3 separate regions of the Mus musculus genome follow, and regions 1 and 3 are each linked to region 2. The links are chromatin contacts, called in public HiChIP or PLAC-seq maps. All regions are on one chromosome and are shown on one strand. The core of a region is the stretch at or near the end of the contact, and the rest is flanking DNA. Distances in the headings are between cores, read along the strand shown. Region 1 overlaps Enpp1 (ectonucleotide pyrophosphatase/phosphodiesterase 1). Region 2 has its middle 42 kb from the start of Enpp1. Region 3 overlaps Enpp1 (ectonucleotide pyrophosphatase/phosphodiesterase 1).

The links. HiChIP or PLAC-seq counts read pairs in DNA pulled down with a chosen protein or histone mark.
Region 1: a BATF HiChIP or PLAC-seq map of CD8 T cells shows a contact between it and region 2, with 8 read pairs. The contact joins two enhancer-like sites. A contact is called at or near these places in 1 of 15 datasets of contacts at CTCF or cohesin (the NIH/3T3 cell line), 1 of 484 Hi-C or Micro-C datasets (liver), 1 of 115 datasets of contacts at active chromatin or transcription factors (CD8 T cells) and 2 of 9 other capture datasets (embryonic stem cells and pancreatic islet).
Region 3: an H3K27ac HiChIP or PLAC-seq map of regulatory T cell precursor shows a contact between it and region 2, with 5 times the contacts expected there. The contact joins two enhancer-like sites. A contact is called at or near these places in 1 of 39 promoter capture datasets (the 3T3-L1 cell line), 3 of 15 datasets of contacts at CTCF or cohesin (CD8 T cells, the G1E-ER4 cell line and the NIH/3T3 cell line), 30 of 484 Hi-C or Micro-C datasets (3T3-L1-derived adipocytes, CD4 T cells, CD8 T cells and 9 more) and 13 of 115 datasets of contacts at active chromatin or transcription factors (CD8 T cells, T-cell acute lymphoblastic leukemia, acute myeloid leukemia and 9 more).

The regions. Positions count from the first base shown.
Region 1 is chr10:24,671,847-24,674,713 of GRCm38.p6, reverse strand. It overlaps Enpp1 (ectonucleotide pyrophosphatase/phosphodiesterase 1), which reads left to right. Exons shown (of 25, transcript NM_008813.4): 5 at 39-99; 6 at 2,602-2,699. Among named protein-coding and RNA genes, the nearest start is that of Enpp1, 39 kb to the left of the region's middle. Within about 2 kb of position 1,568, at least 9 of the 459 cell types and tissues checked have an H3K27ac peak or open chromatin away from gene starts, as enhancers often do. A contact at or near this core is called in CD8 T cells, where this site is marked.
Region 2 is chr10:24,753,186-24,755,982 of GRCm38.p6, reverse strand. No RefSeq gene overlaps it. Among named protein-coding and RNA genes, the nearest start is that of Enpp1, 42 kb to the right of the region's middle. Within about 2 kb of position 1,497, at least 110 of the 459 cell types and tissues checked have an H3K27ac peak or open chromatin away from gene starts, as enhancers often do. A contact at or near this core is called in CD8 T cells, CD8 central memory T cells, T-cell acute lymphoblastic leukemia and 6 more, where this site is marked.
Region 3 is chr10:24,640,309-24,643,313 of GRCm38.p6, reverse strand. It overlaps Enpp1 (ectonucleotide pyrophosphatase/phosphodiesterase 1), which reads left to right. Exons shown (of 25, transcript NM_008813.4): 25 at 1,338-3,005. The coding sequence ends at 1,508. Among named protein-coding and RNA genes, the nearest start is that of Gm15270, 46 kb to the right of the region's middle. Within about 2 kb of position 1,718, at least 56 of the 459 cell types and tissues checked have an H3K27ac peak or open chromatin away from gene starts, as enhancers often do. A contact at or near this core is called in CD8 T cells, CD8 central memory T cells, T-cell acute lymphoblastic leukemia and 6 more, where this site is marked.

The DNA of each region.
Region 1 (2,867 bases), core at 319-2,818, 81 kb after region 2:
CTCACTTCATTCTATTTTTATTTTTGAAACTATTCCAGATAAGAAGAGTTGGGTAGAAGAAACATGTGAAAGCATCGATACCCCGGAGTGTCCAGCAGAGTAAGCTCATGGCCCGACACAGGCATACTTTTCCCTTTTTGAGAAGGGTTTTTTTTTTTCCCTTTCTCTTTCTAAATTAAGATGAAAAATAGTAATAAATCATTGGTTAATTAAACATTTGCTTTCACCAGACTGTGTTTGCTGCTGGTTCTCCAGAGGACTGTGGTATGACCCTTTCTCTGGAAGCCAGTAGAAAGAAACACCATGAGTAATAGCGGCTGTTATCCGTGAGTGTGGTGGTGTGTCTGTAGCCTTCTACGGAAGAAAGCATCTTGGCTCTACTATGGAGTTTTTGGTGTTGAACTTGTAGCACATTGCAGTTCTTTAAATTTTTTTCAATTTTATGCACTTTTAGCATAAATAACACATCTGTGAGAAAAAGTTACATGATTTTTTTTTTTTTTTAATTTCAAGACAGGGTTTCTCTGTGTAGCCCTGGCTGTCCTGGACCTCACTCTGTAGACCAGGCTGGGCTCGAACTCAGAAATCCACCTGCCTCTGCCTCCCAACTGCTGGGATTAAAGACCCAGCTACATGAGTTTTGTAATTCATCTGTGTTCTTTTTTGAACTATTCATGTCAAAAAACATTTTATTTTATTTTATTTTATTTTATTTTATTTTATTTTATTTTGAGACAGGCTTTCTCTGTGTAGCCCTTGCTGTCCTGGAACTCCCTCTATAGGCCAGGCTGGTCTAGAACTCAGAGATCTACCTGCCTCTGTCTTTGTAGTGCTGGGATTAAAGGCATGTATCACTACCATGTGGCAGAAATACATTTTTTTTACCAGTTTAAAAGTTTTTTAGACTTTAAAATACTTTAAACCTGTATTTTAATCTTATTTTGTTCATGTATGTATTTATTTTGTCATACAACATTTTTTGTTGTTGTTTGAAACAGTAGTAATGACAACTAAAACTAAACCTAAACTAAATAATTTCACCAGAAGAGGGCTTTTAGGGGGGAGGGTCCTCTCTAAACTGCTTTTTAAAATGCCAAGATATACTAAAATTTTAGACTTGCTCAATTTTTCTTTCTAAATGTTAATTGTTGCTTTAAAGTATAACGTAAGATCTTTTTTTGTTGTTTTTCGTTTTTGTTTGTTTGTTTGTTTGTTTTTTCAAGACAGGGTTTCTCTGTATAGCCCTGGCTGTCCTGGAACTCAATTTGTAGACCAGGCTGGCCTCGAACTCAGAAATTCACCCGCCTCTGCCTCCCAAGTGCTGGGATTAAAGGCGTGCGCCACCACGTCCGGCATAACGTAAGATCTTTACTGGAAACTAGAACTCCTGGCATAATTCAGAGCATTTTATTCTGAGAAATTACATTACCTGGCATTTCAGTGACCTGAATTTTATGGCTTTTGTTGATTGACATAGTTTTGTGCAGTGACTGAGACTATACACATTTGATTACACTCACCCAGGAGGGCCAGGTTATCAAGAGTAGTTACTGAGAATTGTATAACAAAGTTCTTCCTTTGGTGTGGTTGCTTTTGGTTAAAATGGGAGGGCTGAGAAGATGTGAGAGCGAAAGCTCATTCACCCTCAGATTTTAAAGTTCTGAGAAACTGTGGGCAAGATGATCACTGTTGTTTAGCTATAAAGTGATGCAACTTTTCTACCATCCATTAGCGAAAGTGTCTGGATGCAATTTCTGAGCCATGGCTGTTTGTTTGTTTGTTTGTTTTGTTTTGAATCCATGGCTAGCTATTCTCTTTTGTCAAGTGTACCTGATACAGTGTTTTATGCCCTCTTGGGCTTTCTGTGGCACACACCTCTGTGTCTTTCTGTGAACTCATCTTTCAACATTTCCAGCCACTTCATTGTTTAAATATATGAACACTGTGTCTTTCAGGCTTCTGCACCACATACTTATCTCTTCAAAATATACTGAACTTAAATATTAAATACGGCCAGGGATGCAGCTGATGGGCAGAGCGCATGCCTAGCATTAGTGGGGACAGACCTGGACTTGATCCTCAGCGTATAAAAAGAAAGCAACAAAGCCTAATTATAGCATATGTTTTATGCCTAATGAGGCACCATCTACTGAAGGAGAGACAGAGATTTGTTCAGAAAAAGAATTAATGGGGAAAATGTTGTTTACTTGTCAAATTTAGTTTCTTAGAAAGTTTGAAAATCTTATAATATGACAATATCATTTGACCAAACTTTTGTAATGTCAGAAAATATGATTGAAGTTTCTATGTTGTAGCTCAAAACAGTATGGATCCTTATAAATATTAATGGTGATACATGCATGTGAATAACTTTTTGATAAAATATGTATACAAATATAAATGCATGAAGGATGTTCTCTTATGTTCTTGCTGACTTTTCAGATAATTTCAGTTGCATGCTGACCTCAATGAGAAACCTTCACGAGGGTGGAGCCAGGGAGAGGGTGGGGCCAGGGAGAGGGTGGAGCCAGGGAGAGGGCATCCTCATTGGCTGTGTCTTCATTTTGTCTCTTTACACAGTTTTCTTTTACTCTTTACCAGGTTTGAATCACCCCCTACTCTCTTGTTTTCTTTGGATGGATTCAGAGCTGAGTATTTGCACACCTGGGGTGGACTTCTTCCTGTCATTAGCAAGCTGAGTGAGTAACTTCAGCGTTGAGTACTGAAGGGTCACGACTTTGGAGATGGATGAGGGAGGGGGGATGTTTTTGGAAAAGTACTGTGAAGCGTCTCACTGTTTTACCAAACTTCTCCATTGCAAAGCGGTGAACTTTCAAGACCACTAGTGTTGATATTGTAGATCTTGG
Region 2 (2,797 bases), core at 248-2,747:
CTCTCACAGACAGCCCTGGAAGGATCCACTCTGCTTCCCTTTCTCTCTGCTCTGTACCCTTCCAGATGCCTCCGGATATTTTCTCCTTTGCCCATGATGTGAACCTTCCCCTTAACCATCCCATGGCCTGGGCATGGCAGTAGTTTCTTTACTCTGCTTCTGTGCGTCCTTCTACTGCCAAAACTCACACAGCGTTGGATAATGTGACTCCCTTCCTCCACCTCTGTCTAAACAAGGCATCTCGGAAGTCACTTCTTTAGTAAACACGACACCTTCCCATTCCATATCCCCAAGACTCAGTGTTCTAACAACACTGCCATTTAACAAAACTGAGGGTTCAGATGTCTATTTTCTTAAATGTGTACCCAGGAGCTCTCTTTAGCCACAGCCTCGCAGACATGCAGAATCCTCTGGGAAAGTTACTAGAGGAGTTGCTAGTTTTCTTGTAAAGTGAACAGCAGAAAGATCAGGATATTTGGTTTATTTGATGATAATAGGAAAAAGTGAACTATTAGAAACTAAAAATAAAGCTAAGCCGCCCAATTCATTCAAACTGATCGCTGCAGCCAACAGCAGCCGTTGGAAGGCAGTTTCCAGTGCAGTGGCTTTCAAAGAATCTTTTCATATATCTCCCGAGGTCTTTTTGAAAGGGTTCCTTTCTTCTCAAGCACTCCTTCTGAGGGGGCGCCTATAAACCAAAACTAATTTGAAGGTAAGCATGCTTATTAAAGGCACAGAAGCCCAAATTCAAAAATGTTTATTGAACTGGAGTAATCGAACTGACCTTCTTATCCAGGAAATGGTTACCCATTTCCAAAGTGTTACAGGCATAGGAAAGTGCTGGAATCCCACTTACAAAGCAGGAAACAACTGCCACAGGGTATGAGAGGTTTGTGCTGTGTCATTCTATATTTTGATGAGACTGGGTCACCACAGGTCTGTGACATTTATAGGCTCTGCCTTCTGTGTTCTTTCTTTTTCCTTTCGTCCTCCCTCTTTGTCCCCCCTTTACAGCGTTAATCCTGAGATTCACCAGAGAGATGCCAATTCCATCATTTTGGGCCAAATGTAAAGCAAGCGTTATTAAATAGTAAATACTGACCATGAGGTTGACTTTGGTCAGGATCATTCCCTGGGATTTCCCAGCTGAGATGGCCGTGAGCCACTTGTTGAAGGGATTTAACAAGGACAAAGCTATAGGCAACATACTTTCCCATGAGGCTTTGTTATTTTTCCAAGAACTACAATTCCCAGCGTTCCAGTTCCTAGGCAGGTGGGGCTTTCACGTTAATTTGGGGCTTTATAGCTGTTCCTTCCTTCTCCTTCCCTTCCCTTCTTCCCATTCTTCCCTTCTTGCTAGCTTGAGCCCAGGGCAGGTGCTGTACCACTGAGCAATACTACCAACTTTGATATCCTTTCAGTTTACGAAGTCACCCCTGATCACAGGAAGTGGGTTAGCACCTCCGCCCTTTAGGTAAATAAGTTTCCTCTGCAGTTTCTTTCTTTCTCTGTTCTGAGACGGGGACTCTCGAGTATCTTATCATAGACTGGCTCAAACTTTCGATGTAGCTAGCAAAGGTTAACTTTGAACTCCTGATCTTCCTGCCTCCCCCTCTCCAGTGCCAGAACGAAAGGTGTACGCCACCACGCCCTGTTTTATGCTGCACTAGGAATCTAACCCAAAACTTTGTGAATGCTAGGCAGGTGCTCTACCCACAGAGCCTCAGCTACAGTCCAGACCCAGGAATCTTAACTGCTTCACACTTCCACCTTGAGAACCGACAGAGAGAGAAACAGTTGTGTCCAGTTCGGGGAGGTGGGTCTGGATACACAAGAGAGGCAGCTTTCAAGGGCACAGATGCTTTAAAGAGCGGTTGTTCGGATCTTCACACAGCACACGAGGATAAAATGGATAACGCATCTGAGGCGTTCCTTCCTGAATCAGATGTCAGTAAACATCCAGCCGTTAACTCCACCCTGAAGCACCCATTTATGTTATGTTATGTTATGTTATGTTATGTTATGTTATGTTATGTTATGTTATTTAGTCCTGGAAACATAAAGTTCCTGAATCTCTTTTTCTCACAGGCAAACACCGGAGCTTTTCTTTTCAGCTGCGGTTCCTGGTTCAGACTCTCAGTACTTGGCATCTTCACTGTCCACTCCACTTGACAACATCACTTTTATTTCAATCAACCTTCGAGCTGACCTCAGTCCTCCCGTGAGAACTGCTGAGGTGGCCTGTGAGCCCTCTCTGAACACAGCTTCTCACACACAGACCTGAGTAACCTTCACCTGGAACTCGCTGTACTTTCGATCTACACAAAGATCATGACGTCACCTCCCAGTTTCACCAGGCACGAGCCAGGTGAAATAGAGATGAAACCAGCTTATTTTTAATGGCTCATAAGTCTGTGTTAAATGTTTTTTCTTCTCTCTCTCTCTCTCTCTCTCTCTCTCTCTCTCTCTCTCTCTCTCTCTCTCCCTCCCTCCCTCCCTCCCTCCCTCCCTCCCTCCCTCCCTCTCTCTCTCTCTCTCTCTCTCTCTCTCTCTCTCTCTCTCTCTCTCTCTCTTTCTTTCTTTTTTCCAGCCTGATGGTAGCATTGCCTTTATTTAGTGGCTGACAGAAAAATTCGTGGAGTTATTTGTTGATAGGTAGGAAAAGATATGTTTAAAAAAATAATAATTTTCCTACTAGAGGAAAGTGAATTGACTTCTTTCCCCATTTGTTTTAATATATCTGAAATTTTATTTTGGGCAATTCTATACATGTATCAAATGCACTTGATATATATTA
Region 3 (3,005 bases), core at 469-2,968, 110 kb after region 2:
TCTACTCTGCCATCCAAAGAGGAGTGTCCTCCCTGGTTGATGGGAACATTGTATTCAGTTCTTTAATGGCAGCATAAAAGACACTAAATATTGCAGTGCACCGGAAAGAAAGTTATTTTAAAGCTTGTTACACAGTTGCTGTTTCTTCTGCTTCCCCTCTGAACAAGTGACTAAGCATTAGTTGCATTAGCCTGAAGAGACATTCTGGTTATAAGTCCTCTTTACTCATTCCTAAGAATGCTGAAATAAACGACGGACACTGCCTACTGACAAGGAGTTCATGGCGTCAGGTGCTTCCCTCAAAGCCAGAGGAAGGGTTGTGGCTGGGAGGGAACTAAGCAGCAGCTGATTTAAGTTTGATGGGAAATGCGAGGTTTCTGTTCTGCTTTTTATGGTAAAACTCTTTATTATTTTCTACTAATAAGATCCCAAGAGTGCATGGGGCTTTAAAAACAATTACATTTATTAGTAATGTGTGTGTGTGTGTGTGCACATGTGTGTGAGCATGTGTGTGTGAGAGCATGTGTGTGAGCATGTACGTGTGTGCACATGTGTGTGAGCAAATGTGTGTGAAACTCAGAGAACATCTTTCAGAAGTTGGCTCCCTCCTTCCCCAGCCTGGGGATGAAGCTCATGCAGCCAGGTTTGGCAGCATCTTCCTGGCCCCATAGACCTTTCTGATACACGTCTTTGACCCTTTCCCATGGCCATTTTCAGAAATGCTTATAGAATATGGATGCATCCTTTCTATCCCTGCTATCTGATTTAACTATGTTCTCTACTTCCATGGACCAGAAAGTCTGCCTTTGGTTTTTTTCTGATCACATATTGTTTAGGTCTTTATTCTCTTCAGAAATGAAATTTCATCTTATGTATTTTGCAACCCCAGTTCCATGAGACCATAAAGATGACACATTCCCGTGATAACTAGAGTTGGTTTGATATAGTTGCTCACATCTTATACTTGATCTTTAAACCCAGCCTGGCTTTGGCCCGCTGGGGCAAGAGAGATGGTTCAGTGGTTAAGAACACTAGCTGCTTTTCCAGTAGCCCTGGGTTGGACTCTTAGCACTAAATAGTATAACTAGCAACCATCAATAATTCTAGTTCCAGGAGATTTGATCACCTGATTTTCATGATGCTCAGGTAATGCATTCAGGCAACACACACACACACACACACACACACACACACACACACACACACACACACACACACCTGTGACTTCTGTCATTTCTCAGCCTAAAATGTCCTAAGTAAATAAGCTGAGAAGAGGGGGACCTTACTGGGAACGTGAACTGAGTGCTCTCTGGTGACTTCTTCATCTTCTGTCCTAGCATGGGAAGCGGGAGTCTTCATGGGTCGAGGAGTTGCTGACCTTGCACAGAGCTCGGGTCACAGACGTGGAACTCATCACTGGCCTCAGCTTCTACCAGGACCGACAAGAGTCAGTTTCAGAACTGCTGAGGTTGAAAACACATTTGCCAATCTTCAGCCAAGAAGACTGATTGTTTTTTTATTAAAAAACAAAAGAAAACAAAACAAACACCATAGATCCTTTTGAAAGAGTCTTATATTTGATACAGTCCTCTACACTTTTGCATTGTTTGGAAACGGTCGAGTGGAGTTACAACTGGGACTCCCTGTGTGGTGTCGATGTCCCTGGCTGGGTTGTGTGACGACTCAGCACATCTGCAGAGTGTTCCTGTCCTGTGCCATGCAGACTTCCTGTCTAAGAATTAGATGTGTCACTAACGCACGGGGAGTAAAGACACTTCACCTCACACCTGGAAGTGTTCTTAAGGGACGAGGGGCAGTGTACGTGGTCTGGGGACCTGATGTTGGAATCCTATTGTTGTTAATAAAACTGAGTAAAGGACTGGGGTAGCTCATGTCCCATTTTAAAAAAAATGGAAAATGGTTCTGTATTGATTTTCACTTGGAGTTTCAGTTTTAGCTAAATGAGGCCCCATTTCTATTTTTTCTGTCTCCTCCAATAACCAAAGTCTTGTGCTTTTAAAACAAATTGTGATTGGGTCTCTTCAGGTTTAGTGGCTTTCCATCAAAAAACTGGACTTTTGATGGAAAATTTGTGAGTTGAGGATATCTAGCTTTTGTAAAAATCTGACTCTATGTTTATACACACACGCACACATACACATGTACACACGCACACACATGTGCACATGCATGTATGCATGCACACACACATGTAACACATGTGCACACACATGTACACACATACACATGTAACACACCCACACACGTGCATGCTCTTGAATATGCACATGCACACACATATGCACATGCACATCCCAGTCCTCTTTACTAGAAATAAATGAAGACTGAAAAGAGCCCTGAGCATGGTTCTCTCAGGCCATTAAAATTGGGCTTTGTTTGGATGAACCCCGAGAGAACTCATTGGCACTTGCAAAGTGACTTTTTTTTCCACTGTGAAGAGTGTTTTCTCTGCACAAGAGAGCCCCCCTCCCCCACAGTGATGGGAGAAGAGCTTTGCCTGGCTTAGTTCTTCAGTTTGAAGCTGTGTAGATCTGAAGAGAATTCGTCACTCATCACTTAACATCTTCACTGTGCACACGACAAATGACACAGTGATGTAACTTCCCCTCACCGACATTGCCACTGACATTGATGTAATAACTTAGAAGGTGTTGTTTTGTGTTACCCATAGCCTCTGGCATGCATATCTTTCAGTCTGTTCTTTCCAAGTTTGCTACTTCCTGCCAGTCTGTCTAAGGTTTTGTTTGGTTTTTATGCTACCTTTTATCCATTCTGTTGTTCCCAGTAGGTTTATATATAGGCTACTGTTTTATTTGTAAAATGTTATTTGTGTTTTGCTTCTTTATGTCTTCTATTTGCTGAAATTTTTTATTGCTTCCATTGAGTATCAATTTCTTCATTTGTTTCATGTGCATTTGCGGTTGCTGGTTGGAACATTTTTACGATGCTGTTGTACAGTGCTCGTTGGTACATCCTCACTTCCT